Linked DNA regions of Zea mays: region 2 is linked to region 1. A link is a contact called in public Hi-C data. All regions are on one chromosome and are shown on one strand. Each heading gives the region's core, a stretch centred on a gene start, on an enhancer-like site or on the middle of the called end of the contact. The rest is flanking DNA. Distances are from core to core; before and after follow the strand shown. Region 1 has its middle 9.7 kb from the start of LOC103650157. Region 2 holds the start of LOC100382622 (ribosome biogenesis protein BOP1 homolog).

Region 1 (6,755 bases), core at 635-3,134:
TAGTAATTTGTTTTTCTTCTATTTATATGGACCAGCAGTTGGTATATGTGAGGGACTGTAAAAGAGATTCTTTACATCCGGTATGCAAAGAATTTTTTTCAGTGAAGGGAAAAATATTCTGTACATACCGGATATAAACATTATCTTTTACAGCCCTTCACATCCACCACTCGGAGGCCCACAAACACAGATCAATATTTACAAAATAATCCTTTAGTAATTTGTTTTTCTTCTATTTATATGAACCAGCAGCTGATATATGTGAGGGACTGTAAAAGAGATTTTTTACATCCGGTATGCAAAGAATTTTTTTCAGTGAAGGGAAAAATATTCTGTACATACCGGATATAAACGTTATCTTTTACAGCCCTTCACATCCACCACTCGGAGGCCCACAAATACAGATCAATATTTACAAAATAATTCTTTAGTAATTTGTTTTTCTTCTATTTATATGGACCAGCAGCTGGTATATGTGAGGGACTGTAAAAGAGATTCTTTACATCCGGTATGCAAAGAATTTTTTCAGTGAAGGGAAAAATATTCTGTACATACCGGATATAAACGTTATCTTTTACAGCCCTTCACATCCACCACTCGGAGGCCCACAAACACAGATCAATATTTACAAAATAATCCTTTAGTAATTTGTTTTTCTTCTATTTATATGGACCAGCAGCTGGTATATGTGAGGGACTGTAAAAGAGATTCTTTACATCCGGTATGCAAAGAATTTTTTTCAGTGAAGGGAAAAATATTCTGTACATACCGGATATGAACGTTATCTTTTACAGCCCTTCACATCCACCACTCGGAGGCCCACAAACACAGATCAATATTTACAAAATAATCCTTTAGTAATTTGTTTTTCTTCATTTTTTCAGTGAAGACGATGCTTTGGTTGTGTTGGTGGTGCGTGGTTTAATTTGATCCATGGAGTGGATACTGGAGAGAGAGAGGCGTGCCGAGGTCAGATCTGACGACGTCACTACTGAAGAGTGGCCTACGGTTAATTAACCACGTGCATAACCAACAATACAAGTAAAAGCTCTTCTACAGAAAGTGATCGAACACTAGCTACTGCCCAACAGCCGACTACGATGTTATGTACAGACGTACAGTAGGTACTTGTTTGATGAGCTCACAATCACAACTGATGACAGCGAATTGCATCGTCAGCATTTGGACGTCCAAGTCGACCAGTCGTCCAGTCCTGATGTATATGTAGAGGCACCACTGCATGCACTAGAAAGCAGCCAGGCTTTCTAGAAAAACCAGATTAATCTGCTGGATCTTTTTTTCAATTATTCTGGCTGAGCTCTGCATGTGTCTATCCATGTGACAGCGCACCGGTCCTGCTCCTCTACCAGAGTAATTTTGCGGGCTGGGCTGGCCCTTGAAAAAAATATGCAGATTATTGCTTTAACAAGTCTGTCCTTTTTTACATTCTTTTACTTACCACATTTAATCTTTTACATTTTTTCTTGTGGCCCTAGTATTATATTAGTGTAGAAAAATGTCTCTAGCTAGTAGACTGCGAAACTTGTAGATTTTTTTGCTAGGCAGAGTGCTAGGACTTGAGCCAGGCCATCCAGCTACTAGTAGCAAGCAGCCAAGCACCCTTGAGGGCCGCAGAAAGTAAGGTCTCTCAAATCAGTATCACCATCGGCGATCTATCTAGCTAGCTCCACTAGCGCAGCTAAACCGCATGATCAAGTCAGATCACAGCACGATCCAACCGACAAGAACCATCCATATAACTCAGAAATGATCAAGAGCGTGTGTCATATTCCGGTCGGTTAGGCGTTGCCACATGCATGCCCCCACCTCGGCACCTCTAACTTGGCATCGGAATCCGTTAGGCCGATCCGTTACAATGCAAGTTGCTCGGATCGGACGGCCAGGGCATTAACGATCCGAGATCGGTTAGCCCGCTTTTGGTTCCTATTCATATACAGAGTTGGGAATTGGACGGTTTGGTAGCTGCCCCGTTGGTTTGGACGAGATATGGCAACGGGTACATACCCACCTATACCACGTCCCCACACCCGTACCCGCCTAATAAAAATACACCTGTTAAGATACCCACATTCAGTCACGGGTACAAAAAATCCCCGTACCCGCACCCGTACGGGTAAATTTACCCGATGGGTTACCCATACCCGCGAGAACAACACATACACCAACAGTATTGTAAATATCAAATAATCAACATTGCACCATACATATGATTATAGATAAGTTTGACAAACTTCAAAGAGTGCAAAAGCACAAGCAGCAAGCTGTAAGCTTGAGAACTAGTAATATTACATTATTACATCACAATGATTATAGATTTATAGGATAGATAAGTCAAAATCAACATCACATGCACCCAGCCACCAGATTTAGACAATTAGACCGCATCAAGTGATAAGTATGCATTCTGTAGACAACAACTTCCAGCAATCCTCCATTCCTCATTGTGCCCAGCGACCATCGACCAACATTACACTACCTGCTGTTGCAGTTATATTGTTGTTTCCTGCAGTTTAAAAATAGAGAACAAAGAGAATAAATTGCTACTTCATGCAGTTTAGTTTATATTGACTGCAATAGAAAATAAATGAATAGATACCAGAATGTCCTCTTGAATATCTTGAAGTGTCACACCCGGATTTCGGGGCACCAAGACCCGGGCGCGAACAATCACCAGGTGTGCTGGGACCAAGTCTCACACATATGATGAATCATGGCACAGGATCGAATGTCACATCTTTACTATATAATAGGAGTTCTATACAAAATAAATAAGTAATTACATTATAAGGAGACAACGGTCCAGCAACCCAAAGTTGACTGGGAGACGACGACCTAGACCTCTCACGAACACATCGCAGCATCCTCCATGCGCCTCATCCTGTAGTACCTGTTCTTGACCTGTGGGGGGTGTGAGACAGCAAGAGTGAGCTCACATACGTTCATCGCTCAACAAGTTGTGGGGAATAATGTGCATGAACTCGCCAAAGGTGGGAGCTCACGTGAAGTGTAAGGCTTACCAAAGAGGATGGTTAGAGCCGAGCATTGCTTTTAAAGTTGGTCAAAATTTTATTAGCAATTACTAAGTATAAGTAAATACCAACCCAATTAAGTAGTAGAACAAAAGTAACAACATCACCTGCGATGCAATGCATATGACAAATTGAATTTAGTTCCATAATTTAATCATCAGAGAGTCCTGAGCGGCTCATGACCGTGAGCTCGTCTAGTATACCAGTTTTACACTCTGCAGAGGTGGTACCCTTTACCCACAAGTCATGTTACCTATCTGCCAAGGGATCGCGACTTCCCATACACCTCTACCGAGGAGGCGAGGCAGGGTAACACTACGAGGCCTTTACAAAGTTCCACTAGCTTCAGAAAACCCGCTACAGTTTATAGGAAGCTCCAATGCAGGGTTCTTGCCTGACCGCCATCGCAGCAAAATCAACCAAGGACCTCCCTACACTGACCACTCCCCTACTGCCCTTGCCCCTTTTGGGTAAGGTAGTTCTCCACTAGCTTTCCTAATTAATCAGCCAAGGGCGTCCATAAACCCTTGTGGTGGCACGTGTTTCTCAAGTTAAGCTCTATGTTCTAATTAACATTAATGATCTTGACATGAACATAAATAGAATAACAAAATAACTGGAACATAAATATGATAAATAATTATCCCAAATCCATGTAAAGCAATAGCAAACTACCCAAGTGATTCAGGGGTAAACAAGGTAATGAGATAAACAATCTAGGGTAACCTATTGGGTTCCATCAAAATTAAACCTATGCATGAACATGTGACATCAAAGAACATTATTGGGTAAGAAGTGGTCAAGGGCACAACTTGCCTGGGACTTGAGATTCCAGGTACCAACATGCCTTTCAGATGACACGTGTCTTCGCGCTAGTCGTAGCAATACAAACAAACATGGTATAGATAAAATTAACATCACACCAAACATAAGAATATACTGCATAATAATGATCTACACGTCGCTACGAGATCGTGAGAATGAGAACCACTAAAATCGGAGTTACGGTTAAGGAGTTATGAATTTCCGAAGATTTTATGTGTTTGATACGGAAATAATTAAGTGGTCAAATTTAATATAGTTTTCATGCTAAAACAGAGTCATTAAGTGCTAAACAATATTAATACACAATTATAGAAATTGGAACGGGTCAAAAACGAGTTAAAATGAATTTTCTATGATTTACACAAGTTCTAGTATTTATTTTTGCATTAAAAATAAATTCCTATTTCATTTTCCCTGATTTTCTAATTTCCTGGACTGGGCGTCAATTATAGGAAAGGGCAGGGGCTAACGCATAAGAAATCCTAAGACACATAGCGCTACTGTGTGGACTGTGGGTTTAATCAACCGGACCCGAGGGTTTCTTTTGTAAAACGACTTCGGTGAAGGGGTACCGAACGATCCTAGCCGTTTGATCGGCTGCATACGGTCAGGATTAGATTCCATCTAACTCTAATCAGAACACTACGCAGACCCTAGGATCAAAATCCAACGAACCAGATCTAACCACAAACGGTGCGCTAGAATCCAATATAATGCGTCCATTCGGATCGAACGGTCATCATTCCGTTTTAACCCGATTGAACCCTGCCCGCAGATATCTGATCCAACGGCCATATACTCATCTTCCCCAGTTGAACGCCCAGCTGCGGCAGCTAGCAGGGCGCACGGTGGCATCACGCCGGAGGAGCACCCCCAACACTCGGCCCGAGGCCGACTCGGCACACAAACCCCCTACCGTCGATCACAGTAGCGCGACGCAGGGAACTAATTCGAGCTAATTTGTGAGGTCTTACCCAGGAATAATGGCTTGGAGGTCTTTGGCCACGACACGGGGTGAATTGCGACGATGCCCTCTCCTTCGATGCTCCGCGATGAACCGACCGAATTCCAACAGAATCCCGCGCTGGATCCACTGTCTCGAGCGAGCCCGCACGTGAAAACCTATGGCGGCGGCGCAGCGCGTGGTTGCAGTGGCGTGGTGGAGTTCCTCGCCCATCCCTCTCTTCTCAATTTCTCTCTCCGCCGACTGCGACAAGAACATGGTGCTTTTACTGGTGTGGTTCAGGGTCAGATTTTGGTGTGGCCAAGGGAGGCGAGGTGCGTGCATAAATACCCAAGCAGGGGGATTTGGTCCACTGCATGCCTCGGCGAGGAACAACGGCTGATGAGCAAAATCCGGCCAACAACCCGGTAACAGAGTCCGAGCAGCGGCGAGTTTGTTGAGTGAAGCCGATGCTGGCGAGATGGTGCGGGGCCCACCTGGCGGCGTCGCGAGGGAATCGCGCGCGCGAGGCTGACTGGGTGAGTGGGTCGTGCGGTGTTGATGGGCTCGCGCGACAGATTAGGCCCAGTGTGGCTTCCTAACTTCTTTTCTTTTTCTTTTATAATTTATGCTTTACTTCCAAGTATTCAAACTAGACTCAAATCCCTATTTTGAATTTCAGATTCCAAATGTCAAAAATTAATACTACTAGGAATAGAAACCTTACTGTTTAAGATAATATTTTTTTGTTCTTTTCCTTATTATTTATTCATGGGAGGAATGAATAGTTCCACTAAATCCCCTTTCTTATTTTCTATTTGATTTTCATATATACTTTGAGGTCCCAAGTTTAAATTGTGACTCTTTATTAAAATGTTTCACCACATTTTCATAAGAATAAAATGCATATAGTGCATCATTTCGTGAAATTAATAATCATTTAGAAAACCTTTCTATAACTTTTTTTTTCTAAAATAATTCTTAGTTTTAGAAATTCAGTCCCCAAACTCCACACTTAAGTATAATTTGAGATATCTGAATTTAATATTTTTATTTCTTCATCTATTTATTTTATTATTTATATATTTTTTTCTTATACACATTTTGGGCCTTACAAATCCTACCCCCCTTAAGAGAAATCTCGTCCTCGAGATTTGTAAGAGGGTGCATAATCATGTTATCTCAAACATATGCACAGACAAAATCTCAGCATGATGCGTAATTTTATTAGCAACACATACGGTCAATTAGACCTTTTTATTCCTCCTAAAATAGTATCAACCACTAACTAAGTAGCATTTAACTAAAATAGTAATATATATATATATATATATATATATATATATATATATATATATATATATATATATATATATATATATATATATATATATATATATATATATGTTTATGTAGCTTGGTGGAACTGGTGGTGGTGTTGGAGGTAGTGGGTGATTAGGAGAGTATAAGTATCAAGTTACTGTTCATGTAAGATATAAGCTGGACAGGTTGAGGTAAGAAAGATTATGGCGAGAAAAAGACTTCATCCAAAATGTCCAAGTCTTGATTCATCTCGAGGTTCGCTTTGACTTTTATATCCTTCCTTGTTGATGTTGATCTTTTCTTCTCCGGTCTTGGTCTCATTAATTCTAGGCTAGTGTATATCATCATGGTTGGAGGGTATGGTTAAGATAGGTATGGATGAGATAGACTACATGATGTAGGTCAAAAGTTTGTTTGATGTTAAGTGGGGATAGTCAGATTATACAATTCTTCATGACTCTATTGGTTGGATCAGACCTCATGCATGTGGCTGAGTTGGTTTAAGGCACTAGTTTAGTTTTAAGTGCATGAGGGGTATGGCCTTATCTTTTGTACCAGCATTAAGTAACTTACTCTAGGTTAGATCGTAATAGATTAGATAAAATCTAGATTAG
Region 2 (6,655 bases), core at 3,818-6,317, 230 kb after region 1:
ATTCTTAGCATACACAATGATGAGCTAACTACTAAGCTAGAAAAAATTGGTAGCACCCCAGGAGCATCCTTAGTTAAAATTCCTGAAATTATTTAAAAGGATGCTTCTACTTCTTGCTTTGATTTAATTGATGATACTAACCCCTGCAACCAAGTTCTTGTTGAGAATATTGTTATAGAAACATGTTCGGATGAGGTTGCAAAGGAAAATGAGCAATTAAGGCAAGAAGTGGCTCGTCTTGGCAAGGCTTTGTATGACAAGAAAGGCAAAGCCAAACAAATCCGACCTCCACAGGATAACACCACTGTAGGAGTGAACAAGCCTATGGTGGGAGAAACTATGATTTGTAGGCTATGCCACATGGAAGGCCACAAGTCTTTCCAATGCAAGGCGATGACCAGGGATAAGCAAAGGAAAAAGCTCAAGCAAAAGCCATCAAGCAAAATCTCCAACACCTACATAAAAAAGGTGGACAAAAAGACTGCTACACCATATTTGATCAAGAAGAAAAAGAATGGAAAGGTGATAGCAATCAAGGCCAACAAGCAAGCCAACGAAGGAAAGGGAGCCAAACGCATCTGGGTGCCAAAGGAAATAATTTCAACCATGAAAAGCACCAAGAAGGTTTGAGTGAGTAGACCAAAGGTCTTCGGGAAATTTGGAGACTTGGCAAAGATAGGATGTATATCATGGGATACATCATATTGGATCAAGTTTATTGCCAAGTAGGTTAATAATGATTTTGGACCCAAATTTCCCCTCCTATGACTAAGGTAACTAGATTTATTGTATTCCTTATTTTTAGATATGCGTATCTACTTTCTTGTATCTAGTTTTACCTTTCATGCCTAGTATTTCATTTGATACTTGCTTTAGATTAACAATGCATGCATACTAGGTAAATCACATGGTAGGATTGCTTGCCTTCAATTCATATCCTTAAGCAACCTACATGGTTTAAAATGTTTATTTTAAGCACGGCACATAGCTTATTTAACATCCCTAAGTAAATGACACTGATGCATCAAAAGCTTATATATTACAATTTGTATCATTTAACTTATATGTGCCAAAGTTTGGATTATGGATAATCTGCCCCTCTTGATATCAAATCAAAGTGCATGTCTCCTACAAGTATTCAAAACTTGTATGCACACTTTCAGGGGGAGATTACTCTATAATCTAAGACTTTGAGACTAACACCTCTTTCAAGTCTATTTCTTGTGATAATCTCATTGTAAGGAAAATGAAGTCCCCGGAGAAAGACAATAATCTTCCACTGCAAATCTCCAAGACCTCTTCATTTTACATCATTTACATGTCTTCTCCGACATTTGGTTAGACTATATTTAATAACTTATACTTCCTTGTTGCTATACATGCATAAATGGTTCAATCATATTCTGTTATCTATGCATAAGGGAAGTTAGTCTATTCAAATCATGTCTTGCACCTCTAATTTTCACATGCTTTTTCTTAAGTAGAAGATCTCTGTCAGGAGGAGTATTTCTTCGTCTCTAAAAAGGGGAGAAACTTCTTTCTAAAAGAGAACACTCATTTAGGGGGAGTTTTCATTTGATATTTCTTCAAGTGTTTCATTCTGAGGGCAGGTCTTATTCACTTCCTACATGCTTTTAATGTCTTCCTTTTCGGTGGTTGATGCCAAAGGGGGAGAAGTTTAGGGACCAAAGCAATGAAAAATGTATCAAACACCAAACACCACCAATTTAAAATTTTAAATCTTCAAGTGGTTTTGGTTATTTGGTCCAAAATAGGAAGTAAGGGAATTACGGAGTTAGGGGGGAGGCTTAAGTCCATAATATCACATTTGTGGGGACAATCATGCATCCTAGCAAGTAGATTGCATATTTTCATTCAAATACTTATATTATTTGCTTGCTTTGGTTGTGTTGTTATCAATCACCAAAAAGGGGGAGATTGTAAGGAAAATGGACCCGGGGCCATTTGACTAATTGAGTTTTGGTGTTTGATGATCAACACAATCCGTGAACTAATGAGTTTCTCTAGTGTTTATGTTTGTAGTTCACAGGATGCAAGAATTACTTGGACTAAGGGATTGATGAAAGCAACACCTCAAAAGAAGACATTAAGAAGATCAAGAAAGGTCCAATATTGAAGGCGTGTGCTGCCTGCGGACTGTCTGTGCGTGGAGCACCGGATTGTCCGGTGGCACACCGGACTGTCCGGTGCACCAGGGAACCGCAGCCCAACGGCTAGTTCCAGGTGGCACCCGAAGAGAAGACCACTGGACTGTCCGGTGTGAAGGACCGGACTATCCGGTGTGGAAAGTCTGCGGCGCCAACGGTCACTTGTTCTGACAGGGCAACGGCTAGGCGCACCGGACAGGCTACAGTGTGATGTCCGGTGTGCCGCAGAGAAGCATCAACTTTTCTCCAACAGCTCTATTTATGTTGGGGGCTATAAATACACCCCCAACCGGCCATTTCCAGGTGTGGGAGCCCAAGCAACATACCAAGGCATATAGTAGACATTCCCAAGTGCTCTTACACCCAAGTGCTTAATAGAATCACTCGGTGATTAGCGTAGGTGCTTTGTCAAGTGTTTAGGTTAGTTAGACCACTTTAGCGCTTGCTCTAGGTGAACCCTAGATTGTTGAGTGAGTTTAGATAAACCTCACAACCCCTCGGCTCTTGTGTGAGCCGTTGTAATTGTACCGAGTGGGGTGAGAGTCTTGCGAGACCGTGACAACCGTGTTTGTGTCACGGCTGCCACCGTGTACCGGAGGGAACGAGGCCCGTGGTGTTTCGACCGGAAGCTCGATAGTGGAGACGGCGAGGAGCGTCCAAGAGGAGCCGGAAGCGTAGCACCACTTGTGTGTGGAGAAGGCCCGCGGCACTCTATGGAGGTACTCGATCGAGGTGCTTGGCCCTCGCATGGGCTTCCCTTTGCGTAGGGGCACCAACGAGGATTAGTCGGGACCTTGCGTGGTTCCGGATACCTCGGTAAAAACACCGGCGTCATCCACGAGAGTTTGCTTCTCTACTTTGCTCTTTAAGATTCCACATTTATATTAAGCATTTAAGTTTCAATCTTGTATTCATACTTATATAGTGTAGATTGAAACTTATCCATTGCGGTAGAGATAGCAACACTTAGCCAAAACCTAGTTTGCACATTCTAGTTTGATTATTTGCATAGGTTTTGCTCTAGGGATTTAATTGTGGCCTAGTTTAGTGAAAGTTTTAGAAGTCCTAATTCACCCCCCTCTTAGGCGTCACCCGTTTCCTTCACATGGCTTGACTTTGACACGAATTCATGGACAAGGTTATGATGGGGCTAGCAACATGAGAGGTGATATTAAAGGATTGAAAACATTGATCATGCAAGAGTCACCTTCTGCTTATTATATCCATTGTTTTGCACATCAACTCCAACTAGTTCTTGTTGCCAAGGGAAATAATGATTGTGTGTGGTTTTTTGATCAAGTAACTCTTTTATTGAATATCGTTGGAGTTTCTTGTAAGCGTCACGGTATGCTTCGAGATGCTAGACTCGAGAATCTCATGAAATCACTTGAATGTGGTGAACTTGAAACTGGGAGAGGATTGAATCAAGAGATGGGGTTGCCTAGGCCTGGTGAGACTCGATGGGGCTCTTATTACAAAACTATATGCAACATAATTACTATATATCATGTAATCCGAGATATTCTCATGATTCTTGGAGATGATACTACAATTAGAAGTGATTGGACAAGGATACATTCTATGCTTGGAGCATTTGAGTCATTTGACTTTGTTTTTGATGCACACTTAATGTTTGTTATTCTTGGATATACAAATGATTTATCAGTGTGTTTGCAAAGAAGGGAGCAAGATATTATCAATGCAATTTCACTTGTTAATGTGGCAAAGATAAGAATGCAACAATTAAAGCTTGATGGTTGGGATCAATTCCTTCAAAGAATCACTTCATTTTGCAACAAACATGATATCCATGTTCCTGCTATGGATGGAAATTATAAGCTTTATGGAAGATCATCACGATTTGTTCATAACCAAACCAATGATGACCACTTCAGAAGAGAAGTATATATTGGGGTCATTGATCAAATTAGCCTAGAGCTTGATAGTCGGTTTAGTGAGGCTAATATGGAGCTGCTTTCTTGTATGTCAGCTTGGATCCTTCTAACTTTTTTGCTTCTTTTCATGCACACAAGGTACGAAAGCTAGCTGATTTTTATCCTAATGACATGTCAAGCACTGACTTGTTACAACTTGACTTGCAACTTGACAGTTATATTGATGGTATAAGAGAAGATGATAGATTCAAAGACATACCTAATCTTGTGGACCTCTCGGTTAAGCTTGCTGAAACAAAGAGACATAAGGTGTTTGATATGGTTTATTTGCTTCTCAAATTGGTATTGCTTTTGCCGGTGGCGACATCAAGTGTTGAAAGAGCATTTTCTGCAATGAGTTTGGTGAAGACTAAATTGAGAAACAACACATGTGATAGTCTTTTGGATGATTGTCTTGTTACATACATCGAGAGGGATATTTTCTTCGAAGTGAATGAAGAAGATATAATTGAAACTTTTATGGCGTTGAGGAAGCACATGCCAGATAAGTAGTATTATTGCAATCTTTATGTTTAATGAATGCAATTTTCATGCTTATTTATTGAGTGTCAAACTTTATATCTATATATCAAATTGTTTACCAAATTTACTATATAATTATATGTACACTAGATAAAATTGTACATAAATTTTTTATTGCGATACACTCTATGTAAAAATTTAGGTCCGTTACTGGCCATACTAGGAATTTTTCCTTAACCAAACTGCCCCTAAATCGCACGAATGCAAAAGTCGAGGAGGTTTGTCTTCTTTCCGTAACAGGGGAGGGCCCATTATCAAAGTCATGGAAACTGTTTGCTCTTTGCCAGTGGCTCGGCCCATCCCTCGCCGGTTAGCAACGCGCAGCGAAAGTCCCTGCCGCCTAAAACCCTAGCCCCCGCCTCTACCTCCGCTGCTCGCCTTCCCCTCTCAGTCTCTCACACGCAGCCGCACGCCAATACTTAGCCTTCAGACGCCTAAAATGGGTCACAACGACGGAGAGCACGAGCACGAGGGCGACGACCTCTCCGCTGACGACTCTTCGTGGAGCGACGGCGTCTGGTCCGAGGACGACGATGAGGTGGGAGAGGTTCTTTTTATACCTTTGTCCTGATTTTTTTTTTGCGATGTTCTATTTCTGAGTAAGTTTTGTGGTTTTGTGTTGTGCGCAGGAGACGTTGTCGTTTGAGGATAGCGGCTCCGGCTCCGACGGTGAGTCCCACGAGGCTGCGGTGGCGGAAGAGAGCGACTCTTCGGAGGATGAGGTGAATCATTTGCGTTGTTTAAGCTACTGATTGGCAAACTCTTTTGTTGTTCCGTTTTTATCTTGGTTTTCTGAGTATTTGAGGTTAAAGTGAGTTAATTTTCGTGTTGTTTGCAGGTGGCGCCAAGGAATACCGTGGGAGACGTGCCTCTTGAGTGGTACAAAGACGAAGAGCACATTGGGTATGACATCGATGGGAGGAAGATCAAGAAACGTGATAGGGAGGGGCGCATTGAAGCCTACCTCAGGAACGCAGATGATGCCAAGAATTGGTAAGGCTTGAACTTGCTCAGTCACTCAACTAGCTGTTTTTAGTTCTGACCAATCTTGAATGGACGAATGATTATGCTTTGAGAATGCCTCATAGTAATGACAGATATTTATAATGCCATATATTTGTAATATGACATTTGGGATAATTTGCTCCAGTGGTAACTTTACAGAAAATTTGTAAGCTGGAAAACAACATCAGCATATTATAAACAAGTCGTCCTGGAACTTATGAAGTTCACATTGGCAGCTGATGTCCAATTTACACATTTTAGGGTGTTGCAGAGTTATTTTCCCTTGTATTTTTGGCGTGTTAGTGTTATGAATTTGTAGCCAAACTTGTGTTTCTGGAGACTGCAGAGTTAAAACATCTCTAAGCAGAATGAGCTAATTGGAGATGAGTGTGGCCATGGTTTATACATGAGATTTCTGTCATTAAGGACTGTTTTTACAATCTGGTTTTAGCAAATTAATTGTAATTATTAGGATAATATCCTGTGCCAATTTCATCTGAGCTTGCTTGATATACTGATATCTATAATAGATACTATTGTTGAATTATCATCCTACATTCCTACCCAACAACGGCCTGTATGAATTTTGAGTGTTAATCCTTGTTTACACCCTAGACCAACTACAGTGGTTTGTGTGACCTAAATGTTTAAATGCTGGTATTAGACCTGGCTTCTGTTATTGAATTATCATCCTACATTCCTACCCAACAATGGCCTGTATGAATTTTGAGCTTTAATCCTTGTTTACACCCTGGACCAATCACAGTGTTTTGTGTGACCTAAATGTTTAAATGCTGGGATTAGACCTGGCTTTATGACATGTACAGTAATAAACTAGTAGCAAACAAATATATAACAGTCAAAATTTAGGAGCTCTAGGTTGATCGTTTTGTGTGAAGCGAGGATGAACGTCAAAGAGTTGCTAAATATTTGTAGGCTCATCCTGCTTGGGGATTGGGCTTAGTATTTTGTTAGATCCTAGTGTGTCATACATTGACACATCAT

The links. Hi-C and Micro-C count contacts between places; a contact is called where the count stands out from the background.
Region 2: a contact with region 1 is called in a Hi-C map of leaf, with 4 times the contacts expected there. The contact joins the promoter of LOC100382622 here to the enhancer-like site in region 1. A contact is called at or near these places in 2 of 25 Hi-C or Micro-C datasets (leaf and tassel).

The regions. Positions count from the first base shown.
Region 1 is chr3:64,885,842-64,892,596 of Zm-B73-REFERENCE-NAM-5.0, forward strand. No RefSeq gene overlaps it. Among protein-coding and RNA genes, the nearest start is that of LOC103650157, 9.7 kb to the left of the region's middle. Within about 2 kb of position 1,885, at least 9 of the 20 cell types and tissues checked have an H3K27ac peak or open chromatin away from gene starts, as enhancers often do. A contact at or near this core is called in leaf, where this site is marked.
Region 2 is chr3:65,113,641-65,120,295 of Zm-B73-REFERENCE-NAM-5.0, forward strand. It overlaps LOC100382622 (ribosome biogenesis protein BOP1 homolog), which reads left to right and starts at 5,068. Exons shown (of 17, transcript NM_001384191.1): 1 at 5,068-5,183; 2 at 5,275-5,367; 3 at 5,484-5,638. The coding sequence starts at 5,085.